Regions from separate parts of the Mus musculus genome. Here region 1 is linked to region 2. The links are chromatin contacts, called in public Hi-C maps. All regions are on one chromosome and are shown on one strand. Each heading gives the region's core, a stretch centred on a gene start, on an enhancer-like site or on the middle of the called end of the contact. The rest is flanking DNA. Distances are from core to core; before and after follow the strand shown. Region 1 overlaps Xirp2 (xin actin-binding repeat containing 2). Region 2 holds the start of Xirp2 (xin actin-binding repeat containing 2).

Region 1 (2,700 bases), core at 148-2,647, 41 kb before region 2:
ACTAAATCATCTTTTTTCTTCATACGTCTTGCCACAATGCTATGAACAAAGTGCTCTCCAAAAGCCAGCGCTAGCCCATTCAGTTGCTTCCACTTAAAAGCCAAACTATTCATGGTGGCATCCTGGCGTCAAGCAAGGCCTGCACAAAGGAGGTTTTATTCTCTCTCCCCTCCTTTGTCTCCGGAGCAGTTTGACTCCTCATCTTTTTCACTTCTTACAGGAGGCTAAGCACTTTTCCTCAGACAAAGACCTGCTTACTACTCTAATTTTTAAAATGTGCACTCAGCAGTGTTTCTGACGATTCCAGAACAACATATGCCCAAAGCACAGAGAGGTATGCTCATTTTAAGCTAATTTCCAATTATTTCTGGAGTTCCCAAGAAACGGTTGTTACCTAGAGCTAAACAAAGAGCTGACAAGAATGTGAAGGTGTAAAAGAAGGCCTCTTTGTGACATTACACTCACATAAAGATTTTAAAAAATATCATATTCTAAGAATGATTATTCGAAGTAAAATGCCTATATGGTATATGACAGTATATGGACTGCTCAGTTAATCCCCTCTCCCACCACAAATATTCTTTCCTTTTCTCTCTCTTTCTCCCCCTTGGCTCTTGTTGCATTCCTATTAAGATGCAACAAGAAAATCCTCACTGTGCCCCAGGACCTTAGCATATCAGCAGCCAGAACTGTGAGCCTCTACGTTTTGGATCCTTATAAATAAAGGAGTTCGTAGTATTACATTAGCAGTGCAATATAGTATAGGATAGGTGGTTGACCCTGAGAAATTATAATACAAGTTGTCTGACTCTAGAGCCAGAGGCCAAATATACTCCAGATTGCCTTATTTTGAGTGTTACTATTTTTAGTTGCAATATTATTTTTAAAAAGTGCATACACATGAACTATGATATAAGACACTCTGTTTCAATAGTGGTCCAGTTCAGGGCAGAGCTAGTAATATCAATTTATGACCTTGGGAAGTGATATTTGTGGCATAAACTAAAGGTAATTTTAAGTATGAGTACCTTGGCAATGTGCACATGCAACTGATAAAAATACATTTAGTTTGCTTGAAAATAATTACAGGTCACCTTTGTAGAACCCAAAACACACAGATATCAGATTGCATCTATCAGAAGCTGACAGAAACATTTTTGTTGTTGTTGTTGTTGTTGTTGTTGTTGTTGTTTTAAGACCTAAAATTGTTCAGGGATCCTTCTAAAACCACACCACGGCAACTTTCAGAGGACTAATGTTTACATTTGCATTTCTGCAATAGCAGATGCGTGTGAAAAGCATGTGCCACCATCCAGTACATCTGAGGTGGCATCAGGGAGAGGAACCCAGATGCTTTCAGCTCATGCTGAGGCTCAGGGCATCAGATCCACAGGGAAACCATTTCCTGGGTGCTCCACCACACTGAGCACTTCCAAAAACATTTGGGGCCCCATCTGTTCCTTCTCCCTTAAGCCACAGAATGGAACGAGAAACTGAAAGAAATAAAAGCAATTTCCAGAAGGAAGAGGCTTCTGGGCTCAACAATTAGAGGGCTCCTCAGCTCTCCACAAAGATGAGGAAAGAGAATGAAGAGGGTATTTAGGGAAAAATATGAAAGCCCAATGTTGAGCTTGAGAAGAGGGCTCAGAGGGCTAGACTATTCCTGGGGTGGGGGTGGGGCGGTCTGAGGATTCTTCTGGAGGGGCCAGGCATATTTTAGAACTAGGTTGCAGTGACATTAAATAACTCCGCAAGTGTATAAAACGGTCACTGAGCTGTACCCATAAAGTGGGTGGGTAGTATGGTATGCAAATTATATGTTAATGAAGCTTCTAAACAAAGAAGAGAAGAACAGGATAAAAGCCCTAAGAGCACCAGAGAGAAGCTGTAGACTGGCATGAACAGGGGAGACGCAACAGTTTCTTTCCCATTTATATGTCCATTCCACCATCTGCTTCACACACATTATGAGGTCCTCATCTGAGGTTGAGGGAGCTGAATTTTCAAGATGTCCTTCCGAAATAGAGTTTGTCATAGTGAACGGATAAAACTTATCCTTTAGGATTAGAGAGATTGCTCAGCTAAGAGCGCTGGCTGCTCCTGCAGATGAGTTGAGTAGTCCCCAGCACTCACAGATCAGGACTCCAGTTATAGGGCATCTGATGCCCTTTTCTGACCTTTGTAGGAACTAGGCACATATGAAGTACATGTACATACATGCAGGCAAAACACTCCTACAAATACATACATCTAAGCCATAAGAAATAAAAGTTAAAAAGTGTTCCTTTGAGTGGTATTTGGCTTTGAGCATGAAGGATCAATTATCTTTTCAAACATAGAATGCTGAAAACTCATTCTTAAAACTGGAAAAAATTTAAAGGGCTGATAGGATAAATCTGACATAAATAAATGGGAGGGGTATTCTGTGTGGCTCATTGTCTCAGAGGAAGAGATACATGCCAATCATTCCTGCTAGAAGCAAAGCAAAATGATTTTTCTTTTTACGTCAAAGTCTCCATGAGTACTGTTAGAAACCAGTAATAACCGGTGGGGGAACCCTATAAAGATCTGTTTGTGTGTGTGTGTGTGTGTGTGTGTGTGTGTGTGTATGTATATGTGCATATAAGCAGTCTCATTGTGCAGTCTGGGCTGGCAACCTGCCAATAGACTAGACTGGCCCCAAACATGATATTTCTGTTC
Region 2 (2,700 bases), core at 74-2,573:
CGGATCTAGTTCTTAGCTGATGCGTGGATACCAAGAAGGGAAAATACTCAAATATCAAGCGAAGAAGCAGAGAGATATTTAAACATACAATGCAGAATTTCTGATTTCTGCCCCAACATTTTCCATTCCCTTTTATATTGTCTAAAACTATCAACAGGTATCCTTTCATTAAAAAATAATCCATAACTCTGAATACAGTTGAAGTAAATATTTAACTTGTCTTTTGACACCTTAACACAAAATTTTAAAATGTGTCAAACAACCAACAGCTCCGTCAGTGACCAAATTGAGCTCTGGTAAAAATAAAATATCTTTCAGTTCAACACCAGCTGGCTAAATTTAAACCCAGCATTATGCAACCTTAGAGAGTCCTTGCTTTCCCACCATGTCTTAGGAGAATCTCTTAGACTGTCACTCCCAAATCACTTCAGTCTCTTAGCATCCAAACACAGCACAACAGGACCAAATTAACATGTTCATGGGCAATTGAAGACAGAAAAAAAAAATACATTTGAAAGTGTATATAGGGCATGATACCCTCAAAGCACTATCTCAGTATACTCTGAGTTTGCAGTTACCGTAATTAGGGCTGGCAGATCCAACTGGAAGTGCTTTCCTTAATTCTGAAAAACATGGAAGAACCTGATTCTTTAATCCTTAACTTCAGTAAGACTCCCAGAGGACATAAGCCCGCAGCTAGAGCAAGATCTACAAAAATCAAACTATGACTGAGAAGCAATAACTTTCCTGCATTTCTCAGAGTGTGCTGAAACATTTGAAAACGTTTCAGGCTCCCCTTTTTCCTCATCAAGCTTCATGAAATATCATTCGCATTTCTTAATCTGTATATTTTTCTCTCTGCGCACATGAGAGACAAAGCATTTTTCAGTTTCCCTTCTGGCTGTAAATTGTAGGATAACTTTTAAGTTGTGACTGGTTATTAAGCTCATTATTCTTTAAGATTAAACATTAAAATAATTTATTGGAGAGAGATTAACACATGAGGTTCTAAATTTCATATCCAACAGTGCTAAGCACAATTCTAAGAACAAATCCAACTTGATCAATTTTCTTTTATATAATGACATTTGACTTTCAGTCTTCACTGCTCTTTCAGTAAGAGTCGAACATTTTATAACCTTGGCACACACGGGACTCTATTACACATACCTTTGTACCAGAATTGACCCTAGCTCCGTAGAAATGCTCTATGGATTTGCAACTCTTCACTTGAAAGGCTCCTCCCTGTTTGACACACAGCAAATTTCCCAGTCCCCTGAAAGCAACCAGCAGAGTGGAGACCAGCTCCACCGAAGAGTCTATGAGGCAAGCAGGCAGGGCTGCTGAATTTATTTTAGCCCTGTGTCCAAAGGATGCAACCTAGCACCTATTTTTAGGAACTGAGCTCTGTCTAGGTGGGGCTTGAGTCAACCACTCCTTTCAGAAGTGAGTCTCTGAGGTCATACTGCTTAGTACTCTCCTGAGAAATGTATGCATGGCTCTGACACATGTGCAGTCACTCAAACTCCCTTCCATAGCCACTATCACACCAAAGTCTGAACTTCTCAACATATTCTGAGAAATAAATAATGAATAAAGTGGGGTTATTAAAGGACTTCAATTGCTTGCTTTTAAAAGATACCTTTACTCACTTAAGAGTAAAGGATTTGAAAACAAAGCACACAAAAAGTTGATCTTATTTATTCTGTTTGGGATAGTGATAATTAACTTGAAATCTTCAGAAGGGAACTTTGATTCTTGTTTTCTTTTCTTTTCTATAGGAAGTAGGTGTTTCCTATGTGCAATGGGCTGGATCCTCCTATCTCAGATTCTACAGACTGAAATATTGGAGGATCACCCTGGGATCATCATAGATTTTTTTTTAATTTACAATTTTCATATTCTCGGTGTGTAAAGCAATGTTTGCTTTTCAAGTCTTCCCTCATAAAGCACTCATACTGTAGTGTTTAGTAGGAAAGGGCAAGATAGATCAGGCAGGGAAAGATTCATCTTATGTGCTCTTGAGAGAATTCTATTACATACCATTGCCACTGTACTTTCTCAGTAGACTCTGCTAGCCCAAATGGAGACGGAAGTTAGCTGATATTACCCTTCAGCTTCATAATGCCACATTCTTTAGAATGCGTTAGAATGAAGAATCCTGCTCACCAACCTTTCAACTCTTCTATAACTTCCCAGAGTTGTGCCCTGTGTGTCCTATGCAGCTGGACTCACAAAAAACCAAAACAAACAAAGGAAATTGTCTGCAACTTGAAGAAAGCATCTTACTTTTACACTGCTAATTGCAAAACATAACTGAGCTTACAATTGACCATACTATGATCAATGAATATAAGCATATATGTTTTTTTTTTTCATCTACAGGTTTTTATTAAAAGTAGTGCAACTAGTGATACTGCAGCTTCTTATCTCTACAAAAATCTTTACTCAATGGTCCTGAGTATTCCACAAGATTTTCCAGTGTAAACTATCTCAAGATTTGTTGACCAGTATGTATGGTCATTGCTAGGCATGTGGTCACCAGAAATTTAAATTATTAATATTTAATGAAATTTTAATTTTCAGTTCCACACTTGTACTAACTATATCTCAAGTACCCAGTCTGCAACTGTGACGTGTGTTTCTTCATTGAGAATGCTCTTATCACTTGGAAGATCCCCTCACCATTGCTCATGTCAC

The links. Hi-C and Micro-C count contacts between places; a contact is called where the count stands out from the background.
Region 1: a Hi-C map of cerebral cortex shows a contact between it and region 2, with 3 times the contacts expected there. The contact joins the enhancer-like site here to the promoter of Xirp2 in region 2. A contact is called at or near these places in 5 of 39 promoter capture datasets (the 3T3-L1 cell line, 3T3-L1-derived adipocytes, embryonic stem cells and 2 more), 1 of 484 Hi-C or Micro-C datasets (cerebral cortex), 1 of 115 datasets of contacts at active chromatin or transcription factors (heart atrium) and 3 of 9 other capture datasets (adipose tissue, liver and pancreatic islet).

Annotation. Positions count from the first base shown.
Region 1 is chr2:67,486,083-67,488,782 of GRCm38.p6, reverse strand. The region is part of intron 3 of Xirp2 (xin actin-binding repeat containing 2); the gene reads right to left. Among named protein-coding and RNA genes, the nearest start is that of Gm13601, 29 kb to the left of the region's middle. Within about 2 kb of position 1,397, at least 22 of the 459 cell types and tissues checked have an H3K27ac peak or open chromatin away from gene starts, as enhancers often do. A contact at or near this core is called in cerebral cortex, where this site is marked.
Region 2 is chr2:67,444,625-67,447,324 of GRCm38.p6, reverse strand. Xirp2 (xin actin-binding repeat containing 2) reads right to left here and starts at 1,323. Exons shown (of 9, transcript NM_001024618.2): 1 at 1,171-1,323.